Regions from separate parts of the Drosophila melanogaster genome. Here region 1 is linked to region 2. A link is a contact called in public HiChIP or PLAC-seq data. All regions are on one chromosome and are shown on one strand. Each heading gives the region's core, a stretch centred on a gene start, on an enhancer-like site or on the middle of the called end of the contact. The rest is flanking DNA. Distances are from core to core; before and after follow the strand shown. Region 1 holds the start of CG9902. Region 2 holds the start of eIF4H1 (eukaryotic translation initiation factor 4H1).

Region 1 (6,552 bases), core at 1,447-3,946, 99 kb before region 2:
AACTAACATTGTTGTGTTTGTGTTCACAGGTGATGTTCGAGAAATATGGCTTCGATTCGGCGTACATTGCCATCCAGGCCGTGCTGACGCTATATGCCCAGGGTCTGATCTCTGGCGTGGTGATCGATTCGGGCGATGGTGTAACGCATATATGTCCCGTCTACGAGGAGTTTGCCCTGCCCCATCTGACGCGACGATTGGACATTGCCGGTCGGGATATCACTCGCTATTTGATTAAGGTTGCTTTGCCTTACAATTACATATAGCCAAACTGTGACTTATACTTTCGCATCTATCTATGATCATTAGTTACTGTTACTACGTGGCTACGCTTTCAATCATTCCGCCGACTTCGAAACGGTTCGCATAATGAAGGAGAAGCTCTGCTACATTGGCTACGACATCGAGATGGAGCAGCGTTTGGCCCTGGAGACGACGGTGCTGGTGGAATCGTACACGCTACCCGACGGTCGTGTTATCAAGGTCGGTGGCGAGAGATTTGAGGCGCCAGAGGCTCTGTTCCAGCCGCATTTGATCAACGTCGAGGGACCGGGCATTGCGGAACTGGCCTTCAACACCATCCAGGCGGCAGACATCGACATACGGCCCGAACTCTACAAGCACATAGTTCTGTCCGGCGGCTCCACCATGTATCCGGGTCTTCCCAGTCGGCTGGAGCGTGAGATCAAACAGCTGTACCTGGAGCGGGTACTCAAGAACGATACGGAAAAGCTGGCGGTAAGTTGTCAAGTAAAGCTAATCAATGCACATCGTGTTTAACAAATTGAACGATTACATTGCAGAAATTCAAAATACGCATTGAGGATCCACCGCGACGCAAGGATATGGTCTTTATCGGCGGAGCTGTTCTGGCGGAGGTGACAAAGGATCGCGACGGCTTCTGGATGTCCAAGCAGGAGTATCAGGAACAGGGTCTCAAAGTATTGCAAAAGCTGCAAAAGATCAGTCACTAGAGGCGGATGGATGCGAAATCAGTGTGTGTGTGTGTGCGGACCGCAAGAAATAGGATAAAAAAGTGATAGATTTCTTTTCTCTATTTTCTATAGGTTTAAACCTTTCAGATTTACGTGATATATCCGTCTATATATGTTTTTTTTTTTGTGTGTGCCTGTGCGAGTGGGCGTGTCTGTTGAGCAGGATTGGTCCACTTGCCCTTAGATTATCTATAATCGCAGACATGTCGTCACTGGTCGTTATCCCCGTACAATATAATGTAATATTTCTTTGAGCGCGAAAACTTTAATTCGATAGTCGCCTAAATTGTGTAACCCTGCATTAGTGTGTTTAATTGTTTATAATTACGTCTAAAATTCAAACCCAAAAGCCCTTTTCTTTAATGAATACGCATATATAACTATATATATATACATATATAAATTCAAAGCACCTCGAGTGCGGCGATATTTTTGTAAACGCAAAATGTTTCATTTCCAGCGAGTATTTCACATTAAGTATTAACTAGGCCAAGTCTGCTAGTAGCAGCTACTAAAATCGTGTGTGTGTTAAGACAGAGACAGAGACAGAGGAAATATAACGAGGAAGTTGCATAGCACAGAAGGAGAAAGCGCGAGTTCGGTCGTTAACTAAATACACTGATTGATTCGATCCCGTCTCGCCTCCCGACACTCGACCTTAAAGTAAGCATTTCTGGATTGTCTCCAACTAGATAAAGATGAAGTTACCTACCCATAAAGATACAGATAATCGAAGTCACAAGATTACGCATTTACGTTGCCCCATAATCGAAAGTACCATCAGTCGAAGTGTTAAATTTGATTTAATTTCCTTACCTGCCTTTTCTAGTTAGTTGCAATTTGATGATTGTTGGGGTCGCAACTATCGGCATATGATGAATAGTATATACATATACATATGTGTGATCCATATACATATATCCGTATATGTAAAATGAATGTGGAATGCCAATTATGTAAGTGAATGCAATAAACGTAATTATGTATGATGTGTACTGTATACTGTAGTCTAAAACTAAATCGCATACGACTTTTTTATGGTTTTTTTTTTGCCAAATTAAAAACAAAACAAAAATGACAACAAGAGAGCATGCTATAGTCGAATTCCCCGACTATCAGATACCCGAAAAGAGTTGTTTGGCAAATGGATAGAAATTTAAGAGACTAATAAAAATATGAAAAAATTCAAAACTTTTTTTTAAAAGTGAGGGCATGCCCGTTTTGGGCGGTTTGTGGGCGCGGCAACATGGGTCAACAAACAGTTCTTGAGATCTCGACTTTCATGCGGACGGACACGTCCAGATTGACTCGGCTATTGGTCCTGATCAAGAATATATATACTTTTATATGGTCGGAAACGCTATTGATCGTGATCAAGAATATATATACTTTTATGTGGTCGGAAACGCTTCCTTCTACTTGTTACATATATATGTAATTACCAACGAATCTCGTATACCCTTCTGGTCTATAGTAAGTGTTTTGTATTCTTGTTTCTTTCAAATAAATTTTTAAATTACTTTTGCCTGCATAATAAAATTTCAGTTGGCAACAATGGCCTTAGCGAATGCACCTTCCACATTTAGCAAATACGCCTAGCCTTACAGTTTAGCGAGTATATGAACCTCGTGTAGACAGCGTTGCCCCTTTCGATTAACATCGATTTACAGTAATCGGGTTCAGCTGTTGTTCGTTGCAACTTTCAAGCTAAATTAAAATAAATCGAAACCGGCAAAAAAAAGGAAATCGACTTGACATAGCATTGCCATGAATTAAGTGCTGCAAAATGGATATAATATTTTCTCAGGATGTGCACGATGAACAAAAGTTTCTGGATTGTGCGAGGAAACTAGAGTACGACGAGTTTTCGGCGGTAAGGACTTGCTTTGTACATAAATCCTTATGCACACGTTTTCATTGCTTAAATCTTGGTTTTATAGAAAATGTTTGTATTCTGCAATAAGCACAGCGCTTTGGATGTGTTTGAGCTAATGGGCGATGACCGGTTGTCGCAGTTACTCTACGGATGGGAGGTGTGCCACCTGCCTACCAGGGATTCCGAGTCGCTAAAGGACCCAGCGCTGCGTCACATGGTCAGGGTTTTGGTCTACCACTCGCTGCTGATGTGGTTTAGCCAAGAGTGGAAGACCTGCTCCGAAGGCCTCAAGCAGCTTTTGCTCTACACCCTCACCAAAGCAATGCCGGCATTCCATCAGATTGGTGAACTGGCCAATATCAACTGGTCGTACGTTCTGCAGTTCCAGACGAAGCCCTGGAGCCTGCCCTACCTGCATCAGCTATTTCTTAACCTGGAGCTGAATAAACAACACGGCATCGAACACAAAGTTCAAGCGGCATCAGGAGAAGGTAAGCCATTACTAATTTTCGTCAAGGATTCATCTAATCATTGCCTTATTTCTTAGATGTTGCTTTCCTCATGCAGGAAGGGGTATCTCTGGCCCTGCTGCGACTAATCCAGCTCTTTAACGCCGGCAACTTTGAGGCTGTAAAACAGCTGGCGCTTCGGATGCTAGCTGCTTGGCTGAAAATCCACGAAAATGCACCATTTGTGTCCTTTAAAGGGGATGAAAACACAATTACACTAATCGGTCATGTATGCCTCTTGGCCGCTTTTGTTAGGGATGATAATCAAGGCTTTGTGATTGATAATTTGGTAAGGAAAACATTCATCATGTAACTAACATAACAAAACTAAATGTCGTCATAAAACCACCTCGTAGATGTACAACATAGGGTTCTATGTCCAGATCATGGAGGAATTTTCGAGCTCACATGATATTAACTTTACGCCAGCTCGGCTTATTGCCCGCGTTTGCGTCCGTCTTCGACTCGGAAAGAATGCGTTTTTTGAGAAAATTGCATTTAGGAAATTCAATCTATGTATGGTCACTTCATTTGCCGTCATACTAGATGCCTACTCCAGCTATGTGCTGGGAAATTTATTGATGGATCTTCAGTCGCTTAACGAGCACGATTTCCTGGAGCACCTGCCACAGTTCAAAAAGCTAATGGATCGCTATGTAGAGGAGCGCGAGAGCAGCGAGCGCTTTCTTCTAAACGAGCTCAAGAAGATGGAACAACAGCGAAACAGCTGCATTGAACCGCATCTAGTAAACCTAATTCTCAACTACAAGCAGCAGATATGCAAGGGAAATCGAGCCAGCAACATAAGCAACTACAAGAACAGTGATGACGACGAAAAGATTCAGCCTGAGGTGGGCGAAGAACAAGATAGACAAGTAGATCCGGTTTTTCAAAATGTACCAAACAATGAGGAAGTTTTGAGCTTTGTGTACAAATTGCTGGCAGAGCGGGTAAGTGATGAGAACTAACAAAAGCGAAAACTTTACTAAGCACCGCGCTTTTTTAATTTAGAATTTTTCAGGCTGGAGATTTGCTAAGATTGCTCTGCTGCTGAAAATTATTGGGCAACAAATAAATGCATTAGAAATGTGGAGATATCATCCCGGGTTAACCGTTGATTTTATGCTCGATTTGGAGCAAAAGATGTCTGCAAACTATGCTGACCTAGCCAAATTGTTCTCTGACCATGGATTTATGGAGGCAGAATTCTGGCTGACTGCTTTCTACCTCCACCCCACATCATCAAATTATAACGAAGTAAAGCGCTGTTCGTGGATCATGAAAAATCGACAGGAGGAGGGCGGGCTCCCTGCTCCAGCGATTGGCAACGTCAAGTACGAACTGCTGAGCTCCACCATCGATGTGCACCAGATTATGACCATAACAAACCATGAAGATCCAGTGTCCGACTACGATCCAATAAACGAGTCGCTGAAGGCGTTGCGTCTACCCAGCAACATGACCAAGGATCTTCTGACCGTGGTCTTCCAACCGCGACATAAACAATACTCATGGGCTCTCGATTGGCAAACGCTAGACGAGCGTTGCAGTGCCCTACTCAAAAGCCAGGACCTGAAGAGAAAATTTGTGTCTCTTAACATGGCCGAATCATGCGACGACTTGAAGTATCTCCAGATCGACTATGCCAAGTACAGGGATCGACCACAGTTGGACTATGGCACCATAGAAGAGGGCTACGAAAATGAGACTAATCTCTCGAATGCAGCTGGAAAGGCTGAATCAACACCAGCAGTGCATGATAAAGCAGAGAAAGCCAAGGAGCTGAAAATGCGGCGACACGCAAAACGCAAATGTTGGTATGAAGGTTAGCAACGAAATCTTTTTTCTTTGAGCAACTTTCATATAAGATTAGATTCAGTCAAACTAATGAATTGAATTTTAAATCCCACAGTTTCGGAAGACGAGGAAGAGGCTGCCTCAAGTGATTCGGAGCCCAGCTACACAGGAAATGGCCGCCGAACACAGATTAGAGCCGCAGCCATTGCATCCAAAGCTAATGGTCGCCGGACTGGGATTAGAGCCGCAGCCATTGCAGCCAATATCAAATTGTCTGAAATGTCCTTTCCAGAGACATCGAATAGGCGCTTTTCTACACAGCCCGTCGTCAAGGAACAGCCAAAAATCGCCGTCCAGCCTAAAAAACAAAAAACAGTATTGTTTTCGAAAGAAGAGGATGAGGTTTCCTCAAGTGATTCGGAGCCCTGTTACACAGGAAATGGCCGCCGGACTCAGATGAGAGCCGCAGCCATTGCAGCCAAGGCCAAATTGTCTGAAATCTCCTCTCCAGAGACATCGAATAAGCACTTTTCTACACGGTCCATCGTCAACGAGCAGCCAAGAATCGCAGTCCAGTCTCGAAAACAAAAAGCAGTAATGTTTTCGAAAGACGGGGATGAGACTTCCTCAAGCGATTCGGAGCACTGCTACACCAGAAATGGCCACCTGAATCGGATTAGAGCCGCAGCCATTGCAGCCAAAGCCAATTTGCCTGAATTGGATCGAAAAGTGAGCGGTGGGCGACGATCGATCTTTCCAGAGGCATCGGGTAATCACTTTGTTACACAGCCCGTCGTCGCGGAGCAGCCAAAAATCGCAGTTCAGCCGCAAAATCAACAAAAGCGTACAATTGCCGAGCTGATGAAGTCACGACCCATGTTTACCAACGAAACGAAAGGATTTAAGCCGATCGCCGACATATGGAGTTTCAGCAAGGAAGAGCTAGAGAATGTGGTTAGCGGGCCCAACGACATGATAGAGTGCAGCTCGATTATAGCCAAAATGAAGTTATTGAAGGACCTCAAAATGGCGAAATCTGCAAAAGCAGCCGGACAGCCATGTTCACAGCTCGTTCGCACAGGATCAGAAACTGAAAGCGTGAATTCCGAAACTTCCACGATGGCTACACACGAATTTAACGAGAAGGGGACCACTGTAGGTTCCCCCGGTGAAGGTAAAGAGCAAAAAACACCTTCGCCGACCGCAAACTCCGAATTAAGCACTGAAACAGAAGTGTTGAAGCCCACCGATGAGACTGAAGCGCATATGATCCATGACGCCCTAAAAACTACAAACGTGCCACAGAAGACTCTGGACTTACAGTTCTTGTCCAAGAAGCACATAAGAACTGGATAACAGACCCAGGAGTCCCCAG
Region 2 (6,828 bases), core at 810-3,309:
ATGCGAATGATTTAGAATCGTTATAAGTAATCAGTATAACTGGTTTTTGGCGGCACTACGAGGGATGCAGCTACGTGTTGGTTGGTTGGTTGGTTGGTTGGACGGCAGATAAAAATGCTTTACCATTGTATCCTCTATTCATGCCACCGCCGGAGCCCGCGCCGCTGCCGCCGACGCCGCGACTTCTATCATTGTGACCACCATAACTATCAATGTACGAACCTCTACTATCGCCGCGATTACCCGAACCGCCGCCGCCCTCCCGACCGCCGCCGCCAGTGCCAGGACCTCCCCGGCTGTAGGACTGACTGCTGCCGCCCTGGCGAGGTGGGCCGCGCTTCTGGAAACCGTCTCTGCCGCCGTCGCCGCGGGTCATGCCGCCGTTGCCGCCGCCAACACCGCCACCAGGGCTGTAAGAAAGTCCAAAATATGGTTAGTCAAGTGATAAAATTGGGGAATCGTTAGAAAGCTCCATGTGCTCTGTTCGTATGGAGAGCTCCAATCGATTCAATCTAAAGTATACAATCATCTGGTCTCAACTCACCGATCATTTTTTCTCCGATCGGCAATGTCGATCCTTAGCGGCGCCGACAGATCGTCCAGTTTGATCCGACCATCGCACTCTAGCGCCCGCTCCAGATTGTCCAGCGTCTCGAATTCGACGTAGCAGAAGCCTTTGAACTGATCCGTTTCCCGGTCCTTCACCAGCCGCACGTACTTCACCTCAAAGTCCTGGAATATTTTGATCACATCGCCCTGCACAAGGCCTTGCGGCAAATTGCCGACAAATGCGATGAACGGCGGTTCCGTGGGCAACTGCTTGGATGCCCGATCCCCACCGAATCCGCTTCTGAAAAATATCGAGAAATAAAAATGAATGGTTAGTAGAGTAAGTACACTAATAAATTTAAAGGCAATGAATCTTGGAAATGGGATGCACCCATGAAAAACCTATTCTGCATGTAGTATGTTAGCTTCTAAAGTTGGATTACAGATCCCCCTCTATAGATTTGCGCAACCAAAGCAACTGCATGGTGTGCTCGATTCTGGCTCCTGGTATTTGCTGTGCCCCTTTGTGTGGAGGATTACTCCGTGGCCTGGGAACCTTGACATCGAATCCAATTAATGGGGGTGTGTCTGTCTCTTCTTCTTCTTCCCTTTTGAGGGACTGTGGTGTGAGGGGGGGGGTGGTGGTGGTTTGTGGCGCCACCCCTTGGGGCAAAACGCACATGGTCGGCATTTATCTATGTGGCCGGCTAACGCTGGCTCGGATTCCCGGCAAACAGTCAACAGAGATGCAGGCACAAATAAAAAAAAAACCGAAGAACAACAAATGCAGTGGGACAGGTGTCAAATGGTGAGGGGGGTGGGGGTTAAATCGCGCGCGCTTTTTGGCGAAAATTGCATTATGCATGGAATTTGCAACTATTTTTGGGTTCATATTTTCTTCTTCTTTTTTCTTTTTTTGATGAGGGGTGGGGGGATTTTAATGTGAAATCTGCCGGTGTGCTGTCAGCGGCGTAGTCGACGTTGGCGCCGACGACAGCTGCAGCAGAGTTTTCCAAGAAAAACAACGCAAGCGATGAAAAGAATCGACAAAATAAAAACCGAAAAAGAATGTTAAGAAAAAAAAACGCACACTGCCCCTCACACACACCACACACACACACACACCACACACATACGCACACGCACGCACGTACAAAGGCGGCGGCGGCGGCGGTGTCGGCGACCAACGACCGACACGTACAATACACATGCACATTACTGTATGGGTGTGCGAGCGGCGAGGCGAGAGCGTGCGCGTGTGTTGGTGGGCTGGTGTTGCCTTTTTTTTTGCCCAAACCCCAAAAAACCGCGTGCATTATTACACATTTTGCCCAGATTGTCGGCACTCGCGCAATTCGATCGCATCGCGTCCACTTTCACAAGCACCGGCGGTTCGCGGCCAACGCGGAGCGTACGCTATTGCAAAAATAATTAATAATATTTACCTAGCGTGTTCATAACCACCTCTTCCAGCCATGTTTTATTTTTTTCAAATGAGCGAATTCGCTGCAAACCGCAGTGTGAACACACGGGCGAAAAATACTATCGCGGCGAATTTGGTCGGGCAGTGTCACCACACCAATTAGCTGATAGCCGCCTTTCTTAGTATTTTGGTCGTTAGCAGGGACGCATGCCCAATTGCGTCCAATTTTCAGATATCGATTAATATTTATAGTTGTTTAGCATTCTACAATTGTTCCTTTTCTAATGAAACATTCAAAAATGACATTGAATACATAGAGAGGAATACATATGTTTGTATAAATTTTTTTGTTGAAAAAAATAATACTAAAAGTAACTGGACACAAATGGTTTTTTTTAATACTGAAAATCTATTTAGCGGTATTTTTTTTTGGAGCACCAGGATAGTTCTTATCGTTATCGACAGTACAACTAATCAGCTGTGAAAGTACAAACTGCTATATTTTATATAGACTGAACTTAAAATTAAGTCATGGCGGACGACAACTGCATTTTCTGCCTAATTTCCGATGGGCGGATCCCCTCCACTGTTTTGGAAGTCGAAAACGATGACTTTGTCATCTTCCAGGACATTAAACCCGCTTCCCAGCACCATTACTTAGCAGTGACAAAAAAGCACTACGCTAGCCTCAAGGATCTTAACAAATCGCACGATTCTTTGGGTAAGATTGGAATTGGCGTGACCTCGGGCCATGCCCTAATAATTCTGATATCCTTGGATTCCTTACAGTGCAGCTCATGGAGAACGCCCTGAAGGATCTTCTGGTGTCCAAGGGAGTTTCTGTCGATGATGCCCTCTTCGGATTCCATCTGCCGCCGTTTATCACGGTGAAGCATCTTCACATGCATGCCATTAGCCCACGCACCCAAATGACCTTCCTATCTAAGATGATCTTTAGACCCTCCGTTTGGTTCAAAACCGTAAGTATTTGGCTATTCTGATTTTGACCACTTAGAGGCCCGCTTTAATTTAATCTTATCTATTTAATTATAGGTCGACGAGGCGCGTATTTACCTTTCCCAAAAAGAATAGATCGGGACCATCATAGATAACTGTTAGATAAATATATATTGTACTCGCGCGCTGTCATAATTAACTAATAAACGGAGCCAACCTATACAAATATTCTAATGTTCTTTAAATTAAAAGTGTAGCTTCTAAAAAAACCGATTCAAGCTACATGTCATTACATATTTAATGGCCTTTTTGTATGCGATAATATGCAACCTTTTAAAATGTTCTGCAAATTTAAACAGATAAATATGAAAAATGAAAATTTGACATATGGGAATTATCATCATAACATGGATAAAAAGTGACATATAGATAAAAGAACAACTGCTTTTTATTCCTATTTATCAGTATTAGCAATCTATATAACTTTTTGAGAATTTAACTTTTGGGTCAATTTTCGCAATTTTTGTAATATTGCAATAAATTTAACAAAAATTAACATTTCCAATTTGAAATTGATTGGTATTTAAATAACAAGCTCGCCAAGGGATGGCATTCCACATTTGGACTATTATTTCGAATGTTCTGATCAAAATTAAAACCAAAACAGTAAAATTTGAAATTGACCGGCAATCCATGTGACAAACAATCGATAGACCGCTGCTGCCCCACCTTTCCAGTGTGACCAGAAGCAATCCAATTGGCAACGTTTTGCCGGCTACGCAATTAAATATCGATAACACCACTGTCATACCTTACGCTTCTTCTTCTTGCGCCCGCTCGGCAGAAATTGTACACGTTTTTCATTTCGAAAAGTCCAAATTGCCCATTTTTTGGCCATAGACCACAGACTTTAACATGGCCCTGACGTCGCGCTTCTACAACGAGCGGTATCCGGAGATCGAGGATGTCGTTATGGTGAACGTGCTGTCCATCGCCGAGATGGGCGCCTACGTTCATCTGCTTGAGTACAACAACATCGAGGGCATGATCCTGCTGTCGGAGCTGTCCCGCCGGCGCATCCGCTCCATCAACAAGCTGATTCGTGTCGGCAAGACCGAACCGGTGGTGGTTATCCGTGTTGACAAGGAGAAGGGCTACATCGATCTGTCGAAGCGTCGCGTTTCGCCCGAAGATGTCGAGAAGTGCACCGAGCGCTTCGCTAAGGCCAAGGCCATCAACTCACTGCTCCGCCATGTCGCCGACATACTCGGCTTCGAGGGCAACGAGAAGCTGGAAGATCTCTACCAGAAGACCGCCTGGCACTTCGAGAAGAAGTACAACAACAAGACGGTCGCCTACGACATCTTCAAGCAATCGGTCACCGATCCCACCGTCTTCGATGAGTGCAACCTGGAACCGGAGACCAAGGAGGTCCTGTTGAGCAACATCAAGCGGAAGCTGGTCTCGCCCACTGTCAAGATCCGTGCGGACATCGAGTGCTCCTGCTACGGTTACGAGGGCATCGACGCTGTCAAGGCATCGCTCACCAAGGGCCTGGAGCTGAGCACCGAGGAGCTGCCCATTCGCATCAACCTGATAGCACCGCCACTGTAAGTACCTGTAAACTATTGTAATTTCCCTTGGTGTAGACGAAATTAACGAGGGTTTCTTTAATTAAAAGAATACGAAAATTGTAGATTTCTGTTCTTCATTTTAGCCGAAATTTATCGTTAAATAATAAGGAAATCCCTTTCATCTTGTATATATTGTAAATGACCACTTGGTTAAGAGAAAAACTTATATTCAATTTAATTTTACAACTTCTTGTGAAATCGAAATAACTAAAAATGTTGCTTAAATGAGTTAATTGGTTCCTAAACGTAATCGCTCTTCATCCGTATCCTTTTAGCTATGTAATGACCACATCCACTACCAAGAAGACAGACGGTTTAAAGGCTCTGGAGGTGGCCATTGAGCACATTCGCGCCAAGACCAGCGAGTACGATGGAGAGTTCAAGGTGATCATGGCACCCAAACTGGTTACGGCCATCGACGAGGCGGATCTGGCCAGACGCCTGGAGCGCGCTGAGGCCGAGAACGCCCAGGTGGCTGGCGACGATGACGAGGAGGATGGCGCCGACCAGGAGGGCATGCAGTTCGATCCAGAGAAGGAGTTCAACCACAAGGGATCGGGGGCGGGTCGTGCGAACGAGGAGGATGAGGAGGAGGAAGAGGATTAGCGTAGCCACAGCATCAGACACAACTATAGCAACTGTAACAAACAATTAAAGGAGTTTTGCAAAAATCAGAAGTTGTAATTTTATAATTTATATACATAACATATAACGAATGCTATTAAAGATTTATAAAAGTGAAAACAGCGAGATGCCCAAGAAGACAAATCAAAATGCGCTTGCTCATCTTTTTCTTTTCAAATCCAAAACAATACTATCGACCATTTATTATTGAACCCAATTCAGTTTTTCTTGACAGACCCTTAATACTAATTCAAATTGTGTATAAGTGTAATATTATTTAATAGTCAGGCATTCTTTCGTTTTTCTTTTGTATTTACTTGTTTCATGTTTTCGTTGATGCGGCTTGTTTCCATCACCGTCCAGATTTTCATTCATTAAATTTTAGATTATATCGCTTACTATTCTCTCTAGAAAAAACCAACCCACCTCTGCTTTAAAAATGACCCGGTAGTGCTGCGTAGCACCCTAATTAGATATTGTACATCGTAACAAACGATTCGTATAAAAAAAGTGACATCAGTTTATAAACATTTCACTAAATTAGAAAGGTTTTCGTTTCGGTATTCATTGCTTTGTGGTTGTGTATAGTCCTTACTATTTCCTATTTGACTTTATATGTGGCGTGGCGTGGCTTATTATTTGGTATTGCTCGGAGTATTTCGTTGGAACGGCTTCCAGTTAATGGGGTCCAGTCTGTTCATCATCCTATTGCAATCCGGTTTCTGGCTATGGGGAGTTCGGCTTTAGGTGGTGGTGTGGGCTGTGCGTCTAGCCGCGTTCAGCTGAGTTCGCTCCCCGAGGCGGCATCGTTGCGGTGGAGCAGCACGGACCTGGCCGCCTGCTTGTTACCGCCGCACAGGCGCAGCACGGTAAGCACATCGCTGCGAGGATAGCCAAGGGCCATGAGATCGGTGACATCCTGTTCGGTGAATCGTTCTTGAGGACTGATCGTGTTGGGCCCGCCACCGGCGCCACCGCTCTCCCGTTTGCTTTGCTCGATTGCATTGGAAATCGCCTCCTGTTCCATCGAATCCTCCGAGTTTCCTGTCAGCCGGGCGCTGACCGGCAGCTCACTTTCCGGCAGAAAGGGTGTCGTTGTTCCCGTGGTGCCAATAATCAACAAATTACGCTGCAAGTCAATCAGGCACTGGAAAAACCAATTCAATTAGCATTTAGGCGACGTAATCTGATGCTATCTAGATTTCATTACCTGATGTCGCTTCAGCATGTCCAGACCCAGCAACATGTCCATGGGTTGCTGGCCCAGCACGGTGAAACTGGACGTTAGGTGATCGTTCTCAATCTGCAACTGGACCATGTGTATCCTGCCCAGAATGGGCTGTGTGCCAACGCCCTTGGCCACACCATTCCAGCGTGTGTCAATCAGACGGTTGACATGGCATCTCTCGGCGCAGTCTTTGCTCATGATCGTCGTCTGGGCGCCAGAGTCCACAAAGGCCTTCACAGGAATGCCATTCACTTTGCAGTTGATATAGCTAATAATATGCAATATTGCAATGAGCCAATCCAATCATATTAATTATTTTTACCATTACTTACAGCATTGTAACCGTGCCAAAGATCTCTGGATTGTATTCAATGGCAGCCGCCATGTTATCCTGGATATTCTTCTGCTTGATC

What was found. HiChIP or PLAC-seq counts read pairs in DNA pulled down with a chosen protein or histone mark.
Region 1: a contact with region 2 is called in a POLR2A S2P HiChIP or PLAC-seq map of the Kc167 cell line, with 7 times the contacts expected there. The contact joins the promoter of CG9902 here to the promoter of eIF4H1 in region 2. A contact is called at or near these places in 44 of 107 Hi-C or Micro-C datasets (the D17-c3 cell line, the Kc167 cell line, the ML-DmBG3-c2 cell line and 16 more) and 2 of 6 datasets of contacts at active chromatin or transcription factors (both in the Kc167 cell line).

What each region holds. Positions count from the first base shown.
Region 1 is chrX:16,543,664-16,550,215 of dm6, reverse strand. CG9902 reads left to right here and starts at 2,696. Exons shown (of 6, transcript NM_001272691.2): 1 at 2,696-2,868; 2 at 2,936-3,362; 3 at 3,419-3,669; 4 at 3,737-4,330; 5 at 4,392-5,205; 6 at 5,293-6,552. The coding sequence starts at 2,782. The coding sequence ends at 6,533. It overlaps Arp2 (Actin-related protein 2), which reads left to right. Exons shown (of 7, transcript NM_001103531.2): 5 at 30-239; 6 at 310-738; 7 at 804-1,926. The coding sequence ends at 974.
Region 2 is chrX:16,443,896-16,450,723 of dm6, reverse strand. It overlaps eIF4H1 (eukaryotic translation initiation factor 4H1), which reads right to left and starts at 2,059. Exons shown (of 5, transcript NM_167522.5): 1 at 1,995-2,059; 2 at 545-847; 3 at 223-410. The coding sequence starts at 2,026. It overlaps CG34015, which reads left to right and starts at 2,422. Exons shown (of 3, transcript NM_001038759.2): 1 at 2,422-2,693; 2 at 2,762-2,952; 3 at 3,026-3,156. The coding sequence starts at 2,504. The coding sequence ends at 3,064. rngo (rings lost) reads right to left here. Exons shown (of 4, transcript NM_001298399.1): 2 at 6,748-6,828; 3 at 6,398-6,683; 4 at 5,357-6,334. The coding sequence ends at 5,966. eIF2alpha (eukaryotic translation initiation factor 2 subunit alpha) reads left to right here and starts at 3,731. Exons shown (of 2, transcript NM_001298400.1): 1 at 3,731-4,539; 2 at 4,839-5,548. The coding sequence starts at 3,845. The coding sequence ends at 5,169.